Linked DNA regions of Oryctolagus cuniculus: region 1 is linked to region 2. A link is a contact called in public Micro-C data. All regions are on one chromosome and are shown on one strand. Each heading gives the region's core, a stretch centred on a gene start, on an enhancer-like site or on the middle of the called end of the contact. The rest is flanking DNA. Distances are from core to core; before and after follow the strand shown. Region 1 holds the start of ARRB2 (arrestin beta 2). Region 2 holds the start of CAMTA2 (calmodulin binding transcription activator 2).

Evidence for each region. Hi-C and Micro-C count contacts between places; a contact is called where the count stands out from the background.
Region 1: a contact with region 2 is called in a Micro-C map of ear pinna, with 4 times the contacts expected there. The contact joins the promoter of ARRB2 here to the promoter of CAMTA2 in region 2. A contact is called at or near these places in 2 of 6 Hi-C or Micro-C datasets (ear pinna and an unstated tissue).

What each region holds. Positions count from the first base shown.
Region 1 is chr17:51,504,811-51,509,180 of mOryCun1.1, forward strand. It overlaps ARRB2 (arrestin beta 2), which reads right to left and starts at 2,654. Exons shown (of 15, transcript XM_002718823.5): 1 at 2,498-2,654. The coding sequence starts at 2,520.
Region 2 is chr17:51,258,169-51,262,136 of mOryCun1.1, forward strand. CAMTA2 (calmodulin binding transcription activator 2) reads left to right here and starts at 1,333. Exons shown (of 22, transcript XM_070061271.1): 1 at 1,333-1,458; 2 at 2,779-2,873; 3 at 3,009-3,112. The coding sequence starts at 2,843. It overlaps INCA1 (inhibitor of CDK, cyclin A1 interacting protein 1), which reads left to right. Exons shown (of 6, transcript XM_051825313.2): 5 at 286-424; 6 at 627-967. The coding sequence ends at 773.

The DNA.
Region 1 (4,370 bases), core at 1,404-3,903, 250 kb after region 2:
GGGGGCACTGAACGGGGAGGTTGTGGTTCCCTAAGACCTCACTGTCTTTCCATCTGGTCTCCAGCTCCACGGAGAGCTCGGCCTTGGCCTTTGTCCCGCCAAACAGTTCCTACCAGAGGCACTACCCAAGGCTGACCCCGCTCCCTGAACTACCGACCGGCCCTGTCTCTGGCCTCAACAGCTTCAGGTCCTATTTGTCTTTCAAGGCAAGCAGACGCAGTCCAGGCCCCAGACCCTCCAGTCTCAGGGTTCCTGTCACATCTTGTTTATGTTTCGCTTGCGGTGTGATAGCACCCAGAGCAGTTAGCGGTGCCTCCTCTGCCTCCCTCCTCGCCCTGCGAAGCCTCAGAGGCCTCGTTCACCTCGGCACACCCGGCGCGGCAGCCACCGCACGCTGCAGAGGGTGATTGTGGCTAACGTTTTCTGCGTGACTGTGCCGTGCTTGGCACCGTTCCAAGTGCGTGATCGCAGTTAGTACTCAACAGCCCAGTGGTGGGCCCCCAAGAGCCCTATTGTACGGGTTGGGGAAACTGAGGCAGGGAGCGGTCAACTACTTCGTCTAAGGTCACAGAGTAAAACAGAAGTCCGACACAAACTGAGGCAGGCTGGCTGTGGGTCTCAGCTCCCAACAGCTACACGGTTACACTGTCTATCTCTGTAGTGAGCACTGACAGTTTGTTGAGCCGAAGGGCATTTTTCTTCCCAGCTGCTGAAACTATCTAAGCCTCATCAGACTCTGGAAGGGGAGGGACGTGTCTGGCGACCCCTGCTCTGGCCACGTGTGGGCCTGTCCTTGGAAGCACCATCTAACTCCTTCTAGTCCATTCTGCTCGGCAGTGCCCGCTGGAAAGGGTCCCAGAGAGGAGAAACTGAAGGGCTGCCGCCTGGCCCTTCCCTCCTTCCCCTCCAGCACCCCGGTGTCTGCTCCAGGAACTCCACTTGCCCCTTCTCCCCAGTGCAAGCTGTCCAAAGGTCATATGGCAAAGGGCTTAGCAGCCCCTGAAGTTCCCCAGTCACTAAGCTGTCAATGAGGGGGCAGCCAGCATGAGCACCCTACCTTCTGCCCATCCTGGGTTGGGAGGGGGGGCTGACTGCTCTGGCATCATCCAGGCTCTCCCTCCCCTTTGCTTCTGGGTCCCCTCCTTGCCCCAGCGTTTCTACCCAGCAGGGGCGCTAATCAGTTGGCCAAGAGGAGTGTGGCTCTGGGGCAATTACCCTGGAGCACCTGCCCTTTGGATCCTAACCTGGCCCCCTCCTGCCAGGGCAGGGAGGAGCAGCGTGTGCGTGCTCAGGCCGCCCAGGGAGACAGTGTGGGGATGAGCAGGGAGGTGCCCGGTCAGGGTGGGGGGCAGTGAAGCAGATGCCCCTTCGCGCTTCCTGCTATTCTCTCCATTTCCTGTGGCCCAGAATTTGATGGGGGTGGAGGGAATTATGCCAAGTCAGCAGCCCTCCTTTGGCCCATCCGTCCCCCACTCCCTAAACCACATAACGGAAACTGGGGGCCTCCTCCAAGTCAGTGACTTCTCCCTTCTCTGAGGGTGCTTAGCCCCTAATCCAGGACACCCATCTTCCCTTGCTGCGCTGACCTCTCCCTGATAGTGGTCTACTCTACGCTCAGAAGCCGAAGCCTGGGTTCTCCTACTCAATGGGTGGGGTTGATGGGATCTTGTTTTGCAGTTCTAGTGACAGCTCAGGACCACTCATGAGCCCCTCCTGGTTGAGACAAACAGCCCCAACCTTTTCTTTTGCTCCTGCTCCCCTGGGGCCCCGGCATTCACTCCCTGCCCCCTTGGGGGTGTTGGGTCACAACAGGAAGTGGATTTTGGTAGAGACCAAAAAAGAGAACTCGGGGTGTCCGTGGAAGGAAGGAGCCTCAATTGCACAGAAAACATCCGGGGAGTGGATGCGTGGCTCGGGGCAGACCCTTCTCCCCCGCGCCCTGGGAAGGGACGCGGCGCCCAGCCTCGGGGAGGGTCGCCACGCACTCTGCTCCCTCAAGATGAAGCTGTTGCTCCTGGCAACCCACGGGAAGGCAGAAGTTTGGAAGCGGAGCCGCCCGGTCCTTGGGACAGGTGGGGGCAGCCCTTCTGCTGTAGGGTACTGGGCAGGTTTCCCTCGGGCTCCGCACGAGTCTAGAGGGGGAATCCCCTTCCCAGCATCCAGCCTCCTGGGACGCGACCCTTTGGGACCGGCCACCTGCTCCTGCTTCCTCCTACATCGCAGCCCGCACGCGAGAACCCCTACATCCCTGCGAGGACCCCCGAGGCCGGTTTCTGGTACCCTTCAGGCCTTGCTCTCTGCAAGGGCCCGTGCATGCGCCCCCACTCACCCCAGTACCCTCGAGGACCTAAGCGTGGGGCCCCGATGGCTGCCCCCTGGGGACCCAGGCGTCCAGCCCCCAGCTTTCCCTCCCCGGTGTCCTTGTTTGGAGACTATCTCGGCACCAGCCCCGAGCCGCAGCCACCCATATCCCGCCGCGCGGCCCCACCTCCCTTACCTGGTCCCCGGTTTCTCCCCCATGGTGCGCGCGCCCGCCGCCCGCCCGGTTCGGGGCTGGCTCGCAAGCCTTCTCGCCCGCTGCTAGGTCCTGCTCCTCCCCGCGCCACTGCGCACGCGCGTCCTCCGCTCTGTCTCCTCTTCCCCCTCCCCTGCGGGCCCCTCCTCCGGGCCTGGGGAACCGGGGCCAGATGCGTCAGCCGGATCGCGCGCGCCGGGCGCTCCCGCCCTCTCCTCACAGACTCGCGCGGTGATTGGCTCCGCCTCCACCCTCTGCGCTCCAGTCCCCAGGGGAGCCCTTCCCCCCGTGCGCGCGGTCCCTTCTCCCGCTTCTCCCGCCCATCTCCCCGCCCTTCCGCAGATCCCTGCAAGCGGATTGGGCCGCTCCAACGAGGCGCCCGCCCTTCAGGAGATTGCAGCCCTCGGATTGGCTCCTGGCATCCACAACCCAGTAGGGGTCTCCTCCCCTTTGTTTGCTTTCTCGGTGGAGATGGGGGCTGCCGGGGTGGTGGGGGCGGTGGAATGAACTCAAACAGTCTGGGCTGGAGGGTGAGGGGATGCACACGTGGGTGAGCCGTTCCAGTTGCATGATGCCTGCTAGGGTGCGCGCCGCTCCTCGGCTCATCCCAGAGCTTGCGGTTTCCTTAGGCCCGCCCTCCGGCTTTGTTGCGGTGTCTCAGCTCCCCCTGGTGTCTGTCTTGGATTTGTGCAGGGTTTCTAATGTCAACGTCTCCACCCGCCGGTCCCCGCTAACATCTATCCATCCATCATCCATCCATCCATCATCCATCCGTGCCCCCACACCCCGGCCCCATTTTGTGCCAGACGCTGAGCAGAGCCCTGGAGACACGCATGAGTGATCGCGGCCCCTGGCGTTCTGGTCCAGTCGAGGAACACGTGGACAGGTGTCATGAGTCCAGGAATGCTATAATAGAGGGCTGACTCAGAAGACAGAGCAGCTCACTGCGCTCGGCAGGCTGCCCAGAGGAAGGGAAATGTGAGGACGCCAATTCCGAAGAACGGGCACACGTTGAGCAAGGGCGTTCTGAAGGGAAAGCTAGGCGAGGCGAGGCGAGGCGAGGCGAGGCGAGGCGGGCACATCCTGTCCCGCAGGCAGAGGGGAAGACTGGGGCGGCGGGCCCGCCCCGCAGGAGGACACGTGGAACCCGGGCCGGTTTTTTAAAGCCGTGGAGTGTCACGATGAGAGTTCTGTTTTTGGAGATTAATCCTGGGCATTGCGGAGGGTAGGAGATGGCTGAGAGCGGGTGGGAGAAGAGGGGCCGGACTGGAGGATCATTTCTGGGGCTGTCACATTGGACCTCAGGGAGGATGATGGATGATTGACATTTCTGGGCTTAGGACTCTAAGGGATTTTTTTTTTTTTTTTTTGACAGAGTGGACAGTGAGAGAGAGAGAGAGACAGAGAGAGACAGAGAGAGAGAGAAAGGTCTTGCTTTACCATTGGTTCACCCCCACAGTGGCCGCAGCAGCGGCCGGCGCACGGCGCTGATCTGAAGCCAGGAAACAGGTGCTTCTCCTGGTCTCCCATGGGGTGCAGGACCAAACACTTGGGCCATCCTCCACTGCCCTCCCTGGCCACAGCAGAGAGCTGGACTGGAAGAGGAGCAACCGAGACAGAACCGGCGCCTCAAATGGGACTAGAACCCGGTGTGCCGGCGCTGCAAGGCGGAAGATTAGCCTATTGAGCCGGGGCGCCGGCCTCTAAGGGATCTTCCTTCCATCTCTTTCCCCATAGTTTCCCCCCATCGGCTCCAATCACACTAACTTCACACCTTTTCCCTGCCACAGAAAAGAACAGGCACGAGATGGTTTCTGAGATCATCTTTGAGGTTCAAATTCAGGCTCTACTCATC
Region 2 (3,968 bases), core at 83-2,582:
AATGTGGAAAGACAGAGGGAACTGAGGGATGGAGGCTGAGCCCCAGGAGGTGGAAGGGGTGGAAACGGGATCACCAGACAGGAAAATACACCATAGAACTGGCGGGTGTGGGATGCTCTGGGGTCACTGCTGGGTCCCTGGAGTGAGCACACTGCAGTCCTAGATGAGAAGAGCTGCGGGTGCAGAGCTGAAGGTCAAAGGCAGTGCCTTGGGTCCCAGCGGTCAGTGTTTCAGTGAAGATTAGAGGCCGGAAGCCTGGCCATCTCCTAAATGCCATCTCCGCAGGCTGAAGAGGGGCCAGTGGGGCAGCTCTGGGGCTGCGTCCGAGCCCCTGGTGCTGGAAGGAGAGGGCTGTGGATTCCCCAGCACCGCGGGATACTCTGAACTGGAAGAGGACCACGGCCTCGCTCCTGACAGTGCCCAGGTATGACTGGGGGGCGGGGGAGGCTGGTGTGAGTCCTCGGTCTTGCGTGGAGACAGCAGAAGCCAAGAGCCAGGTGGGAGCGCTAGTTTGAGAAGAAAAACAAACTTGGTGAGAGCTGGAGACGGGTACCCGGGCTTGGGGACCAGCAAATCCGCTGAGCCTCCTCTCCCATCCTTTCCCCTGTAATTTCTGTCGTCTACAGCTGCTTTGGTCTCCCTGGAGTCCCCTGGGCCAGGAGGTGTCGTGCTCCTCCAGGCAGTGGAGCTCTCTGGCCCCCTTCAGCACTGCCACAGCCAGGAGGAGCCCCTTTAACCGCCCCTGGGGGGTGGAGCTGGAGTCTGAGGAGTAAGCGGAAAGCACCTGTGCCCAGGATGCTGGTGCTGCCTGCGGCCCCGGCCCAGGTCATCGCGATCGCCTCCGCGGCCAGCACGGAGCCCTGTCCCGTCCTCTGAGCCATTCACTCCCACGCCCACCTGCCCTGCCCACGAAAACGCCCCGAGCCCATATTCTCTCTGTTGCGTTATTAAAGAGCAAGCAAATGGAGCCAGCGTCGTCGTCCTCTCTGTGCACTGACGCGGGGACTGAGGGCTGGGGCGCTCCTTCGCTTCTCCAGGGCCAGCTCCCAGGAGCTCGGCCTGGGTCCGTCCTCGGTCCCTCGCCAGCCCCTCGGGTTCCAGCACTGCACCGCCGCCTCCACCCCATTCTCCGGGACCGGGAGTCACGTCCGTCGGCCGAGCTTCCGCCTCCGGGACCCCGGAACCCGTCCCCTCAGCGCGCCTGTCCCTGCAGGGACTTCCCAGCGATCTGTCCCCTCGGCCTGGCTGCGGGCCCGGGAAGCCGGGTCCCTCCGCCCAGCGCCCCACCCAGAACCCCACGTGTGCTGATCCCCAGGTTCCCTTCCCGACCCCCATCCCCTTAATTGGGAGGCTCCGCCCCGTGCGCAGTGACGTCGGACGCCGCTGTCAGCCGGCGCTGGGGGGGGTCGGTGAGGGGTAGAATGGCCGCTGCCGCCGTCACCCGCGGGACCCCGGGAGGTAAGAGCCAGGGCTTCTCGCCCGCCTCTCCGCCCCCGCGCCAGGGGGCGCAGCTCCACCCGTTCCCGACGTGCAGCGCCGCGCCGGGGACCACCGTCCCTCCTCCCGGCTCACCCCCGCTCCCCGCTTCCGTCCTCCTCCCCCGCGCCAGGGGGCGCCGCTCGCCGCAGGGCCCCACGGCGGACCTGCGCGTGCCGGGGACCGTCCCGGGGACCCCGCACCCGACTCCCAGCGCGCCCGCGGACTCTGTTCCGCGGCTTCCCTTGAACATCCTCTATGCGGGGAGACCCTCTCACCTCTGAGGTTCCCCGGAGACCTCCACCCCGCCGTAGGGGGCCGCCCATTGCTCCGGGTGTCAGGGTCCAGCGCCGCCCGCGGACCCACACCCAGGACCCGCTCCGGCTCCGCACCCTGGCAGGCTGCCCAGTCGGGACTGCGCACCTGCGCCCCGGGGCGGAGTCCTTGCCCCAACCCCAGCTTCGCTGCACACAGCCGAGCTCGAGCTCGGCCGGGCCTCCTCCCCCTCTGCATCCCGGACACCTGGCGAGCCCGCGCCTAGAGCCTCCTCCGGCTCCCATCTGTTCCCCGAGGAGGGCGGGGGCTCAGGCTGGAGCCAGAGCGTAGATGGGGAAGGAGTAGGCCCGGAGGCCCCGGGGAGGCAGAGGCGTTTGGGGAAAAGGGGTCTTGGGTAGGGGGAGTGTGGAGAGGACTGTCAGCCTTGGGGCAGGCGGTCATCCTGAGAGCCGGAAGCTAAGCTGTGGGTGTCTAACCCAGATCCTACCAGGGCCTGACCAATCTGGGGGAGGGAGAGTAGCTTGGTACCGGTTATCAGATCTGCCCTTCCCCTTGGAAAAATCAAATAGAGAAGGAACTCAGGGCGTGTCTTCTAAGGCCTAGCTCTCCACTGTCTCCAATCTCCTGCCCTTCCCCCAGCATCCAGGCTCTCTGGCCAAACCATCCTCCAAGGACCTGGTGCCCGGAGTCCCTCCTCCCAGGGCCTGACCCCACAGCAGCCCCAGTGGCTGCAAGAGCCCTAGCTGTAGGGCCTCTGAGACCCCAGCCCCGGCAGCCTTCTCCCTTCCCCCACCCTCCCCAGTTTTTCCTGGTCAGGCCATTCTGTCCTGTCTCCTACTCACATTGGTTCACCTCCGTTCCCCGCACACGTATGGCTGTCACATAGTCACGACCCTTCCTCTCTCTCCCTCATCTTTCCCTGGTGTCACGACCTAGTTCTGCACTCCACCCCACCCCGCCTCATGCTCTTCACCCTGGATTAATGATGTAGAGGCTTCTGCCATGACCTGTTCTCTCCCTTCCCAGCACAGACTCCCCCTCCCCCCGGCCCCTCAGGCCGGGGGTGACCTTGCCCCCTGGAGCCCTCACCATGAATACCAAGGACACCACCGAGGTTGCCGGTGAGTTCACAGCCCCCTGTTGTCCCTGCACTGGGGATCCCTGCTCTCCTTGGTTTCTGTTTCCCCCACACTCTGGGCCGACCCTCACAGGGACGCCGGGCTGGCTTACGAAGCCCTCCCTTCCAACTCCCTCAGAGAACAGCCGCCACCTGAAGATCTTTCTCCCCAAGAAGCTGCTGGAGTGTCTTCCTCGCTGCCCGCTGCTGCCTCCAGAGCGGCTACGGTGGAATACAAACGAGGTTTCTCGGGAGCCTGGGGAAGGCGGGTCCAGCAAGGCCTGGGGGGCGGGAGGAGGGCGAGTGGGGGTCTTCCCGGGTCCAGAGGACTGTTCTAGGCTCTCAGGAGACATGGGAGAGCCCCAAAGGCAGGGAACCTGTGGGAGCCCACTTCTCCTTGCCGTGTCCAGCGTGGGTAAAAACCACAGCTACGGCCTCGACAGTCTTTCTTCCATACCAGGCACTGTGCCAAGTGAGCGCTTGACCTGCATGGATCTCCTTTAGTTCTTTGCAGATGCTACAGAGCAGGCACTGTTACTCCTCTCACGTTGTTGTGAGGAAACTGATTTCCCTCATGTGCTGAAGTTTATCTAACGCTCCAGAGCCCTTGCTTTTTACTGGCTGTTTCTGGAGAGCACAGTCCTTGTATTAAACTGCTCAGTGCTTTGGATGTAGTCGGTGGTCGATAATCATTGGCTTCTGTTAGAACTGGCTGTAAAAGAGGGTGTGTGTGGATGAGACTGCTAAGTGCCGTAGAGCCTCCAGCAGAGGGGCCAGGGTGCTCCTCGGGTCTCTGGAGCTTCTGGGAAGGGGTGTGGCTTACAGGGCCAGGATTTCCAGACACAGGAGGTGTGCCTGTGGCCCTAAAGGCTTGTAGGCCACAAACAGGCCAGAAGTGACTGTGAGGGGAGCAGCCAGCGGCCCCCACCTGGCAGGAATGCTACATGCAATATGGATAAACAGAAAGATTGTTTGATCCCTTTTTGAGAAAAAAAGTCTTGAATTCCTAGCAGTGTGAAACCATTGAAGGGGCACAAACTTGGGATGGGGGGAGAGTAAAATAATACACAGTGTGTAAAATGGGGGCTGGGGAGGAGAC